Regions from separate parts of the Gossypium hirsutum genome. Here region 2 is linked to region 1. Evidence: chromatin contacts called from public Hi-C data. All regions are on one chromosome and are shown on one strand. Each heading gives the region's core, a stretch centred on a gene start, on an enhancer-like site or on the middle of the called end of the contact. The rest is flanking DNA. Distances are from core to core; before and after follow the strand shown.

Region 1 (7,182 bases), core at 2,898-5,397:
TATAGCTAGCCCTAATTCTCCATGGACAATTAGGGGAAGCAATGCACCTCACAACAATCCTTTTCGGTTCATTCTTAATAAACTTAATAAAATATAGTTGTCTTATATGTTCTTTGGAGTACTTTTGAATTGCACTCTTAAACTGTTTGCCATCCTTAAACAACATTCCCAAACTAAATTTTAACTTATCACTGTATAAGGGAAACTTGCTCCTCATTCTCTCACCATTTTCATGTTATTCATCTTCATCAGACCCAACCAAGCTTCCATGTTCATCTGAGTCCCATACCTCAGCCTTATTCCCATCTTTTTCTGCTCCATTACATGTAGCAGCAACATTATCCACTCCATTTAATGTTGCAAAATCACCAGCATATTCATCAGTAGCAACTTTACTATCATTATCCTCTCCAATAGTAGACCCTAAACTAATTTGTCCACCACTTTCAACACCACCATACTCATCTACCTCAATACCAGTAGCAGACACACCCTCTCTATCAGCTTGTACCCCTTTTATATCACCTTCTTCAATAGATTCTACCCTTTCTAGATCACTTTCACCATCAGATTCTACCCCTTCATCATCACCCTCCCCATCAACTTCTACCCCATCAACATCACCCTCCCCAGTAGTCAACAGAAACATTTTGTCTACAATTATAGGGTTATCAACCTCATGTTCAACATATAGGTCAATCTCCTTAAACTTGACCCAAAAGTCTAACATAGCTGTAGTGGAAGTGTCATCATAAATTACCCTTAGATTATTTTGTAACCTTACTGTACAAAGCTCATGAAAATATATTAACATGATAGTGTTAAACCCTAACCCAATTTTTACTATTTTACATCATTCAAAACAAGATATTGTGTCTGGGTCCTTTTTAAGCCTAATCACTTCCCCACCTATATATCTAACATATGGGTCCTTTACAAAGTGCCAACCTATGTGCAAAATAGTATAATATTCCTCATCTTATGACATCTACAAAGCATAAACAAACAATTTTCTAAGCAAAAAACATTTTAAAACAAACTCACTACCTACATCGAGACCACTTTTTTGAATACAATACAAAACAATAACACATGTCTACAATTTTAACATCTTTTTGATTAGGTAACAGAAATCAACAACATCGGGACCACTGTCGCATCACAAATCGAAAAAATAAACCCTACATTGTGGCATTGAAATTGTAAAAATAAATCACAAATAACCATCTACAATTTTAATAACAGATTTATCAATAACATCGGACCATTGTCGTATCACAAATTGACAAAACAAACCCTACATTGTGGCACTAAAATTGCAATAATAAATCACAAATAACTATCTACAATTTTAACAACAATTTTATCAACAACATCGAGACCACTGTTGCATCACAAATCGACAAAACAAACCCTGCATTGTGGCACTAAAATTGCAATAATAAATCAAAAATATCAACAAAACAAACCAAAAATGGAATTTATTTTCCCAACAAACCAAATAAGAAAGCACCACCTTTCGATTTTGGGTTTTGGAAACTGATCACAATTGTTGAAGCTTTTTTGTTTTTAAAAGTTTTAGGGATTCAACAATTTGGTTCGTAAAAGTTTTAGATATTTCAAGAATATTTCGGAATGTTAATGATTTAAGGATTTCAAGATTTAGGGATTTTAAGATTTCAAGGATTCAACAAAGATTTTAAAGGTTTTAGATTTGGGGATTTCACTATTTGGGGAATTTGACAAGTTGGGGATTTTAGAATTTACGAAAAAAATTTCGAATTTGTGGGTTTGAGATGATTTGGGGGATTTAGGATTTTTTTTGTTTTATGTTCATTAAATTTGTTTAATTTTTTTGCCACATTAGTGTTATTATTTAAATGTTTGCAACATCATCAGTCAACTGGAATGCCACATAGATTAATTTTTTTGATCGGTTGTTGACTAACGGTCAGCTGATGGTTACCGTTTCAACTGGGTAGATGTCTGAAAAATCCGTTACGGTGATGGCTGAAATTAGAAAAAAAAAGAGGTTAGGGGCATATATCTAAAAGCCGTAAAAGTTGAGGGCTTTTTTGTAATTATGCCTTTTAATAATTCTAAGTTAGAAAAGGTAATTAATCTAACTCTTTCATGTTATAGTAATTAAACTTGTGAATTGTTGGTTTTTATTCTGTGTTTAGATATCCATTAGTTTTTGCATACTTAGTTAATTTTAGTTAAGTTAATTAGTTAATTCAATCTACTCCTAATTATTTTCATCGCCAATTTGATAAGTTTTTATTTTCACAATATTCGCCTTTACAGTCCCATGTGGAGATGATATTTTTTACTTACTACTTTATTACTTGTTGACGATTGTGTACATTTGCACATCATTCGAATATTTCGCGACATTCCATGAGATGATAAGAATATATATTAACCATATTATATGTGTTATTCTAATTATGTAGGTTAACATGATTATAAATTCTTATGCTTAACTTTTTTTTATGTGATGTAATTGAGAATGTTGTAGTAAGTATTGATGTTTTGATGGCATTTTGGTATGCTCGCTTTCAACAAAGTAAGTATAGTGAATTCCATTTGAACTTACTAAGGATTATTTGCTTATGCACTATTATTTTATGTTTGATTTTTTATTCGATGGGACTTGATTCTTAACTCAATTCGGGACATCACATTATCATCGAGGCCTACAATAGTATGAAGGTGACATATTTTTAATTGTGGTGTCTATATAAGTAAATATGTTAATTTCATATTACTTCGTCTTTGTGTTGAATGTTATTCAAATTTGAGCTTGAAAGTCAACATATTATTTCCCTAACCTATCCTTCTTTTGGTTAATCAATGATATACATGAATACTTTACTTTCAAGATCATTAGTTATGATTTGAAAGTGTTTTGTAATAGTTCTTATATACAATTGAGAGTACTTTAAGTAGGTTATATGCATAGTATGGATAGATGGACTTTGCAAAACATTTAAAGTGTTTATGGGTGAATTTAATGAGCACAGTCATAATTATGAATATGCAATGTTGCAACTATATAGCCCAATTTTGCGACTTCGCATGTCTCCTCGTTGCGACCTTATTAACTCAGTTAATCATGATGCAACATCATAAGTTTCTTGTCACAATGTCGTGCCTGTTTTAGCACTGCACTATTTTAAGTCGTTTTGACCTTTCGAAACTCGTTTTGGGTTTTGGTCAACTCCAAATAAATCCTAAATGATTTTAAATTATTTTTAGAACTTTCAATCTATCTAAAACATATTTTAATTATTTTATAAAAATGTTTTAAACATTTAATTCTTAAATAAATCCTAGATTTCTTACATATACATGCTTCGGTAGCATCTCTCATCCATACCAATAGTCTGGAACCGGTGAAGAGCATTACAAATAATTCACATTTTATTTATTTGAAAAAATTTGACTCGTTAAGACCAAGAAGTTTTTGAGGATGTTATACACATGGCACTCTTTCATTGATCCACATCTCAAATAGAGTTAGAAGTTAACACCACTAGATCGGAGTACTGGATTGATAACTAAAATAAAAATACATGTACCACTTTAAAACAAAGTTAAAGTTACAGGTACTACACTGAAAATTTTATTAAGGTAAAGTGGATTTTTTACCATTACCCCTTAATATTTTTCCGTATAAAACAATTCATTAAACCATCGTCAAGTTGAACACGGTTTCTAACCCTTGAAACGGAACCCTGGTTACTCCTTGATCTCTCCAATACGTTTTGCAGGCACTCGAAAACGCGTTAACTCCAATTTGCTCGCCTTCTATGCCAATCCAACGTGGCAGATCATTTAATCGTGCTTTCACGTTAGCCGGCCGGCTCAGGCATGTCTTCAACTGCCACGTGCCGTTTTAACTTCTTACAATTTGTCACTCGTTGCTTTCAGTACCAGCATTATCACCGGTTCTTGGTCCGCCCTTAAACCAACAGCAACTTCCTCGACAACGTCATCGTAACCTGCACGATCTTTAAGCTATAATTAAATTATCTTTTGGCAATAATACCCTCATAAGTCAGTTATTAACGCTCGATATAGATGGATACTATTGTAATATCAGTACATCCAATTTAATGAAATACTAAATGAAATTATTCAATTAGATTTTTAGTACGCATTCTTTCTTCACTGAAATTTTTAGTTTTTACATTCCTCTTTTTAGTTGTTTTTTTTCTCAGTTGAAGTGAAACAGAGGATTCTGTTTTGATGATTACGCTTCATGGTTGAAAGGAAATTATTCTCTTATTTTCCTGAGGTAATTTTTCCGATTTAATTGAAAATTTGGTTTTTCATTATCGGATTTTTGTTCTAATTTTTGAGATATCTATCATAAGAAAGGCTTTACAGAGGAGTGCAATAGAGTAATCAATATGTCATTTTATGAATCTGAAATACATTTCTTTATTCCCCTTTCAATTTAATGGCTAACCTGGATTCTCTAACCGAAAAATGCTTGTACAAGTCGAAGAAGACAAATAATTCGATTGTAAACTATTTTTATTGGTTTTTTTAAAGAAGTTATTAGAAATTATTTATATATTTATTTTGTAGGTTTTTTTAATAGTGTTCGTGTTGTGATTGGGGCTTGTTGATAATGGATTCTGCAAGGAGTTGGTTTAAGAAATTCCAACATAAAAATGAGAAAGTAGAAAATTCACCAAAGAAAAAGAAAGATTTGGAAAATGCGAAGTATGCACATAAGCCTCCCATCGATGGGGCTGAGGCGCCTTCAACTGCCACCAAACAGAAGGCTGCTGCTGCCAAACAGTATATTGAGAACCACTACAAAGCACAGATGAAGAATTTGCAAGACAGAAAGGAGAGGTAATTTGCTAAATACTAGCAGTAAAGTAGCACATCTTGTATGACAAGATTGCCTTGCATATTGTAACTCGTGTCAGTACTTGAATTACTTTTGTAAAAGATATGTTGTGCTCCACTATCTATGCTAGGCGCCTTGCTTAGATATTTTATGTTTAGAAACAAATGAATTATGCTGGGGAATTCCAGATCATATGTATATAAATGGTAGTTTCTCTGGTATGGGATTTCTTTTTCATTATTGTTTCTCTTGGTGTTTTATCATTTCGGTTGAACTGTTTTCCTAACAATCATCTCTATGGAATATAGACGTTGGATGTTAGAGAGGAAACTTGCTGATGCTGACGTTACTGCAGAAGAGCAAATGAATATGCTTAAGTTTTTAGAGGAAAAGGAAACGGAATACATGCGACTTCAAAGACACAAGATGGGTGTTGACGACTTCGAACTTTTGACCATTATAGGGAGGGGTGCATTTGGGGAGGTCTTTCTCTACTTATTTTGATGGTTTCGTATTTTAATTTTACTTTTATTATCAGTGATACTTTTTTTCTTTTGGTAGATAGTCATTTATATATGATTTGCAATGTGATGCATGTAGTATTTGAATTTCTCCAATATGAATCTCCACATGGAAGTAAAATATTGTTTACCCCTAGCATCAGTGTTCCAATATTTTCATCTTTGTGTTTAATGGAAAATTACATGATACTGCATTAAATTATTTTTTTCATTTCTGGTTCTGCTGTCATCATGCAGGTAAGGCTTTGTAAAGAAAAAGCTACTAGCAATGTGTATGCCATGAAAAAGCTTCAGAAATCAGAGATGCTTCGCAGAGGCCAGGTACTGCTTGTCTGTAATGTTTTTCCTGATTCATTACACTTCCTTAGAAACAGAGAAGTCGTGTAAATGGAGTAAGGGTTTTACTTTACTCTGTTTTGAGTTGTCTACTAGCGGAGGGAGAAATAAAAAACTACCAGGTCCTCTCTCAAATTCACTTTTTTTTTTTTTCAAATTGGGGGGATAAGACCAGATTATTATTTCAATGATTTCAGCTTGTGCTCTTCCCTTTTCTCTTATTGCTTCTATTTTAGTAATGTTTTATAAATAATGATAAAGTGGTAATTGTTCAAAATTGCTGCTAATGATTTTTGATATCATTTTCTAAACAAGATTCGGGAAAACTATTTCCTATGATGTATAATATTCTCTTTATTCAACTTCGTAGCCTATTCTTTTTCCCTTCATATTTCCAATCACGCTGTTAAAATGAAACTGGTTGCATAGCTAGTAAGAAATAACTCAGTCAGTTAATTTTTGGGCTGCTATTTTGTTACATGAATTTCTATTTTATTCTACTTTTCCAAGGATCAATGTGCCCTGGAACCTATTAAAAAATTTCACCCAAATTAAAAAATTTGCTGCCTGATTTATTCAACCTTCATTCTGATCTTGTAATAGATGACAAATTTACATTAAAGTTGTTAGAAACAGGGTTAGGTTGGGAAGAGAAGTAATATAAAACTTATTGGAGATTTAGTTAACTACTGCTTTGAAGCATGAAGGCATTGTCCTTTGTAATTATTTTTCACATTTGTGCTTCTTCTCCCCTTCTAGGTCGAGCATGTTAAAGCAGAAAGGAATCTCCTTGCTGAAGTTGACAGTGAATGCATTGTCAAGCTCTATTGCTCGTTTCAAGATGATGAATATTTGTATCTTGTAATGGAGTATCTTCCCGGGGGTGACATGATGACGTTACTGATGCGGAAGGATACCTTAACTGAGGATGAGGCGAGGTTCTATGTTGGCCAGACTGTTCTTGCAATTGAATCCATCCACAAGCACAACTATATCCACAGGTTTTCTATCTTTCTTGATCATGTTCCCATGGGATAATTTTCATCTGCATGCTGAACAATCTAAAATTCTCCCGTGGTTCATTGGTTTTCACCATTCTATTGACTTCTTATAGTTTATTATAGCATATGGGAAAAAAGAGTAGTTTACTGCCCTTTGGACATAATTTTGCATTTTACTGGTTTACCATACGAATATCCAAACCTGTTATATATGTTTTCAGGTAAGAGTGTTATTCATTTCTCTCTCTACACCCTTGTAGCCAGAGAAAGGAAAAGAAGGAAAGATAATAGTTTAACATCTTTACATTTTTGTCTTTTCTTTGTAGGGACATCAAGCCTGATAATCTATTGCTTGACCGTAACGGCCATATGAAACTCTCGGACTTTGGATTGTGTAAGCCTCTTGATAGTAGTAGCTTTCCTGACCTTAGGGAGGATGACCATGGAGGGGGGA
Region 2 (7,182 bases), core at 3,394-5,893, 430 kb before region 1:
TTCATACTGCTACCAAACACAGGCGCTTCTGTGTTTTTTCACCCACTAACGGAGTGTCAAGCAGGGGTCGTGTATTCCTCTCGAACAGCATTAGATGTCGAGGTCGCAAATGCATCAATTGGTGATGAAAATTGTACATATAACTCAAGATAGTGTGATCCACTAGCAAGATGAGTCTGCACCATTGCCTCCAAGCTACGATAACTTTTGATGTCGAATGAGTCATATCTCATGGGATCAATTGAAGTATAAAATCGATACTTAATAGACAAAACTTTCATTGACATTGTTCTGAAGATTTTACGCCTAATTCTTTTACGAAGTTCTATGAAATCTATGTTCTGGTTAAAAACCAGTCGTACTGTGCTCTCTGATGAAAAAACGATGTCGTTCTCGGTGTCACGGACCTCGCCATTATAGTAAATAATAGCACTAACACCTTCACTCATCCTCAGTTTCTATTTTACTTTAGCCTCAATTTCTCTTGCTGTAACTTATGCAACCTGATAATGAAGTTTGGCTCATTTATAGTCTAAGGCTTTTTCAGATACTACTATAGCAAAAGAGCGTCCACTTGGGAGCTTTTTTTCATAATTTTGCTGAAAGTGCATCATTCTTAAAGTGTTTTTGACACTATTTGTTCAGAAACATCTTCTCAAAATTATTTTATCAGATACTACTGTAGCAAAAGAGTGTCCACATGGGAGCTTTTTCTCATAATTTTGCTGAAAGTGCATCCTTCTTGAAGCTTTTTTGACACTATTTGTTCAGAAACATCTTCTCGAATTATTTTATCAGATACTACTGTAGCAAAAGAGTTTCCACGTGGGAGATTTTTCCCGTAATTTTGCTGAAAGTGCATCATTCTTTAAGCGTTTTTGACACTATTTGTTCAGAAACATCTTCTCAAAATTATTTTATCAGATACTACTGTAGCAAAAGAGCGTCCACGTGGGAGCTTTTTCCCGTAATTTTGCTGAAAGTGCATCCTTCGTTTTTGACACTATTTGTTCAAAAACATCTTCTCAAAATTATTTTATCAGATACTACTATAGCAAAAGAGCGTCCATGTGGGAGCTTTTTCCTATAATTTTGCTAAAAGTGCATCCTTCTTGAAGCGTTTTTGAATCTTCTCAAAATTATTTTATCAGATACTACTGTAGCAAAAGAGCATCCACGTGGGAGCTTTTTTCTGTAATTAACAGTTAATTTAATTAATAAATCCTAAAAAACCCTAAACCCTAATTTAATTATTTTTTTTATTTTTGTAGTTAATTTAATTAATTAACCCTGAACTCTAATTAAATTAATTTTCCCTTAAAAAATATTAAAAACCCTAAACCACCAAAAAACCCTAAACCACTAAGCCTTAATTTAATTGATTTTTTCTTATTTTCATAGTTAATTTAATTAATTAACCCTCGTTCATTAATTTTTCCCTTAAATAACACTAAAACCCTAAACCACTAAAACCTTAACCCCTAAAATAATCAAAAACCCTAAAAACCCTAAACCACTAAGCCCTAATTTAATTGATTTTTTCTTATTTTCATAGTTAATTTAATTAATTAACCTTCAACTCTAAGTGTTCATTAATTTTTCCTTAAAAAACCCTAAAAACCCTAAACCACTAAGCCCTAATTTAATTGATTTTTTCTTATTTTCATAGTTAATTTAATTAATTAACCCTCAACTTTAAGTGTTCATTAATTTTTCCCTTAAAAAACACAAAAAACTCTAAATCGCTAAAACCCTAACCCTAAAACAATCAAAAACCCTAACCTTAAAAACCCTAAACCCTAATTTAATTGATTTTTTATTTTCATAGTTAATTTAATTAATTAACCCTCAACTCTAAGTGTTCATTATTTTTTCCCTTAAAAAACCCTAAAAACCCTAAACCACCAAAAACCATAAACCACCAAAAACCCTAAACCACTAAAAATCCTAACCTTAAAAAAAGAGGCAAAATGCGTCCCTGGAGGAGCGATTTGTCCACGTCAGCACAAAGCACACCCTCAAGGAAGCGCTTTGTGCTGACATGGACAAAATGCTCCCCTAGGGACGCATTTTGCCGACTTCTCTCTGACGTGGATGCGCTTTCGGGGAAAATGGTCCTTTCCCGTAAATAATAAAAAAGTCGAACCATTTTTGTAATTAACGAAAAAAGGGCTTTTTTAGTAAATTGCCCTTTTATTTGGCTATTGGATTTAATTTCTTTTTACTTTGGACTTGAAGTTTGGGCTCTATTTCGTTTATTTTGACTTTGAATAATATTGGTACATTATTTAGATTTTAAAATATGAGTATTAAATTTATAAATTTAATAAAAAAGATAGCAATTATTTAATTATCAATATAATATAATAAATAATATAATATATTTTTGTAAATTAATATATATCACTTAATAATTTTTACATAAAATAAACAATTTAATTATTTTATATAAAAAAACTCTATTAAATAGATATAATTTATGAATCAAACAGTTAGTAAAGATAATAATATATCTTTTAATTTATAATTGATTTCTAAGAAGATGGTAAAGATTGTTGAAATATATCCACAATGAGATATTATTTGTTTTAAAATAAAGATTGCCCTCACTTTTAGTTTATAAAAATTTATATTTTTAATTTTTTTTATCAAAATCAAGTTATCCTTCGTCAACAACAGTGACAAATTCACTCATCACAGATACTGTTAAAAAAATAAATAACTAATCGTATAGCATGATTAAATTCTCAACCACATTATTAGAAATCCGCGGTGACACCTCTTTATTGTTTTAGGGCTCCTTTGGATGCCCAGTTACTTCCAGTGAAGCCCGTTTATTCTTGATTTTGGTGCAATCGCACCATATATACCTGTTTGGATGACAACAAATTTTGCCAGCGAAAGATCTTTCAACGCACTGGTGAGAAAGTTTTAGACTGGAGTGTCAAACACCAGTAAACAAAACGCAACTATAGTGGGTAATATTTTTACCACTTTATCCTTAATATGGGTGTGAAAATAAGACTTTTGGGTATCCAAATAAGTAAATTACAAATGTTATTATTATATAGCAATTAAATAAATTTTATTCTTTTATATATGTTGATGTAGTAAATATATATATTTATCATAAAATATATAAATTATATGTTTATTGTCATAATTATTTTAATATTTACTATAAATATATTTTAAAATAAATATATAAATAAAAGTTAATTATAAATAAGTAGATACATGAACTTTATGTAATGTAATTGTTTATTAATAAAATTTTTGTTTTAATATAAATAAAAATTTAATATATATTATTTAATATGGAATAATTATTTATTTTACATATATAATTTAATTTAATTTAATTTAATTTAATTTAATTTAATGTAATATCTTTAATAGTCATTTTTTATTTTCATCTCACCACTACAGTTGTGTTTGAATCCAAACACATACCCCACCGCTATTTCTAATCTCACCGTTACAGTATCCAATCTCACCGCCATAGTAAATAATCTCACCGCTACCACTATTTTGAATCTCACCAGAAGTAAACGCACCGCCCATCCAAATTAAGCCTTAGTTTGGATGGACGGTGTGTTTACCTCCGGTAAGGTTAAAAACAGCGGTGGCGGTGAGATTAGTTACTGTAGCGGTGAGATTGGATACTGTAGCGGTGAGATTAGAAACAGCGGTAGAGTGTGTGTTTGGATTCAAACGCAGCTGTAGCGGTAAGGTGAAAATGAAAAATGACTATTAAGGACATCATATTAGAATTGATATATAATAGAAGTTTTTAAATTATTTTACTTATATAAAATTATTAAAATATGTGAATTTATAAATTTATTTAATAAAATATTAAAATGTATCTTTTAATATTTTATTATAAATATTTTAATGAATTATATAATCAATTTAAATTATTTATTAGATAAAATGATAATAATTTTTAATTTTTAATTTTTATTATATAACCAATGTTTAAAACGAATGAAATCATCATATTTTCTTCCATATGCTCCATTCTTCCTTTGCCTTCTAAAAATTCTAAGTTCTGTTCTCCATTCTTGACAGTAGCTAAAAGCTTGAACTTCAAGCATTTTTCCTTCATATTTTACCCGGGTATAATACGTTGCTGCTGGTGCTCTGTTTGAAATTCTTACTTTACCCGGTTAAAGTGTGTTGAAACTCCAACATAGATAGCAGAATTTGCCCGCCAAATCTGAAAAAAATAACAGATTGATAAAGAAACTTTAAGGATAAAATGGTAAAATAATAAATGGAAGTTCAACCAGTGAGCTTATTGCTGCTGAAAGCTCCAGTTGATTTTTGGGATAGCAGTGTGGTGAGAATTGATTTTGGTTGCACTGAAACACTCAACCAAACATCTTCCCAGTGAGGTTGGAAGTCCAACTGCACCTCACTAGCTTTAAACGGTGAACCAAAAGAAGCCTAAACCTTATACTAGGCATTTTTGAGATCGAAAAAGAAATAGATAGTGAGGAGTGGGGACAAAATAGGTTAAAAACTCAAAAGGGCCGCTAAGCTAGTCTAATGTGTAAAACCCACATTGCACAGAGACGGGAAGCAAGGACTGACATCTCCTATAAAATAGAAGGGTCCCCAAAGACTATAGCCTGATACTTTAGGCACTGAACGGGATATGTTGAGTGGTCATTACTCGCAGGCTTTGCCAACACTTGGGCACTACCACTCCTATCTTTACCACCTGATCTCTACCTTGGAGGGAAAAAAGCACATCAATAATTCTAGTTTCGAAATTAAGTTTGTCATTCTTTTGGTAGGATACAAAGCAAATTGAGAAACTCTGCTGAGTTGTTTGTGGATTATTGAAATTATTTTCTGGAGAGCACTATTGGGTTACTATCTCCAAAACTACGAGATTTGAAGAGTTACTATTTGTAATTTTATTTATTTGTATTATTAAAAGTTAACGTAATTGATGGAATAGACACCATTTTTTAAGTATAAGATTAAAATATAATCTGACTCTTAATTAGACTTGTTAATAGGCCAGACCACCTAATGTGGGAGGGTTTGAGTAAAAATATAGGCTCGAAAAATGGATTTAGACAAAAAATAAGGTCTGTTTAAAAAACAGGCCGGTTCTTAGGTAAGACATTTTTAGCCCGGCTCGGCTTGAATTCACTAAATTCAATAAATTAATTTATTATTCAAATTATTCGAATTGTAAAATTTAACTCGACTCAAAACTGAAATTACTTATTTGAGTTGACTCGAACAACTCAATTCAATTAATTAGAAATTTGAATTTTTATTTTACTTTTTTGAATCAAATCAAATTTTGTTCACCTCTAACTCAAATTTGTTTGGATTGACTAATACCATACTGTTTCAATACGAAATTAAGTTTCATTTCGATTAAAATTAGATTTTACAAATATTAAAACGTGCTAATATCAATATATACTAATACCAAAACAAAAACAATATATCCACTTGTTAAGATGACTTGGGAAAAAAAATACCAATATACAATATATGGAAGGTATTATGTACACTCTAATGAATCTCACATATATTTAATAATAGAATGAGAAGAATGGGACTGTTAGGAATGAGACAAGAAGTGACATTCAAGTTGCGAGGTCTAAACCATCCATCACATCCAATATATTTGTTTTTGAATGCTTGCAACTCTTTCTTGCCCTATCAGGAGAGTTCCCAGCACTTCTACTTAATGCCCAAACTTTGATCCTTTTGTTTTTGCCTAAAGGAAATTCCTGACTTTTGCTGATTCCAGGAACCAATCTCCTCCCACTCACCTTGCTTAACAACTTCCTGTCTTGTTCTGACAGTTCAACCTTGCGGGGTTTAGTACCACTATTCAAGGATAGAAATTGCCGCTGCATCTTGGAGTGAAAAGGAGATCGAAATGTCTGAGGCTTGGACCCGTGATCTCTTTGTTTCACTAAGCTGATCAAATGATGAAGCAATGCCACCAATTCAAGGACGTATGCATCTGTTTTCGCTTTATCAGCATGATAAAGCGTCTGAAGGCCGGTGAGGGCAATATTTACCGCTGCGCTTCTTCCAAATTCATTGCTGTCAAACACCAGGAAACAGAATAAGTCCATTCACATGTGACAATATGCACACAGAGAGACAAAGAAAAGCCTTTCACTAACCCTGTGCTCGCCCATTCTCCAACCCATCCAAAACCTTGATGTGCTCTGTTGCAAAAAAAGAAGAAATATTACCTAGGAATTTTGGCTTAATTTCTCAAAAAAATTAAATCTAAACAAGCATAACATAACATACTTGGTTGTGTTTGTGGCAACTGGAACAAGCCACTGTAGTGTCTTTTCCATTTCATCCTTGACCTGTGATATTGAGCGCTACAGAAAAAAGAAAGCAATTAAGTGATAGTGTTCAAACAATAGATGAACTCAAGCAATGAAAATCAAAGACTATAGGAGTATGGATCACAGTTGAACTATTACCAAAACAAAAAGAAAAGAATGTATACCTCTTCCTTGGTGTCAATGGACTGCAATCGAGACCTTAAAGCTTTCTTAACAGTGGGTGGCAATCCATGATATAATGTGTCCCTGATATTAGGAGGAAGTGAGGCTGGTCGAGCTGCCTATAACATTGAGATTCAATTTATAACCCAAGCTGATGGATGGCCTGGACTGCAAGTGGAAATAAGGAAAAGAAGAGCATGGCGTAGACTTACAATGTTGTCAATCTGATGAATTACATTAGCATAGTGTAATGCAAGTCCACAAACACCTAATTTTTGAGAATTTTCACGAGTCTCCTTTTTGACTGATGATGCTGTTTCTGCCACGAATTGAAAATTATTTTGATAAGACATAGTAAAAAAACCAATTAAAGCGCATGATATTACCCGCATAATAATTTGATAGATTTGTATATACATGAATTACCTCCCAAGGCTTCGAAGATTGCTTGATGCATGTAAGTAACAATATCAACAAGCTTCTCCATGATCTGCAATGGAAGAAAAAAACCATTCGTCAAGAAAGGTTGCATAATGGTTCTCTGCCAATGCAAACATTTATTGCTTTATATATAAATGCCAAAACTGAATCATGCTGATACTCATAAAACGCAATCACCATTTCTAACATCTTAAAAACTATTGGAGAAGCTCCATGGATAACTATAAAGCAG

What was found. Hi-C and Micro-C count contacts between places; a contact is called where the count stands out from the background.
Region 2: a contact with region 1 is called in a Hi-C map of leaf, with 2.9 times the contacts expected there. The contact joins the enhancer-like site here to the promoter of LOC107951048 in region 1. A contact is called at or near these places in 7 of 34 Hi-C or Micro-C datasets (callus, hypocotyl, leaf and 1 more).

The regions. Positions count from the first base shown.
Region 1 is chrA02:28,842,603-28,849,784 of Gossypium_hirsutum_v2.1, reverse strand. It overlaps LOC107951048 (serine/threonine-protein kinase tricornered), which reads left to right and starts at 4,147. Exons shown (of 14, transcript XM_016885939.2): 1 at 4,147-4,303; 2 at 4,613-4,872; 3 at 5,179-5,353; 4 at 5,629-5,712; 5 at 6,487-6,728; 6 at 7,055-7,182. The coding sequence starts at 4,268.
Region 2 is chrA02:29,272,747-29,279,928 of Gossypium_hirsutum_v2.1, reverse strand. It overlaps the pseudogene LOC107950990. Among protein-coding and RNA genes, the nearest start is that of LOC107950989, 10 kb to the left of the region's middle. Within about 2 kb of position 4,643, at least 5 of the 9 cell types and tissues checked have an H3K27ac peak or open chromatin away from gene starts, as enhancers often do. A contact at or near this core is called in leaf, where this site is marked.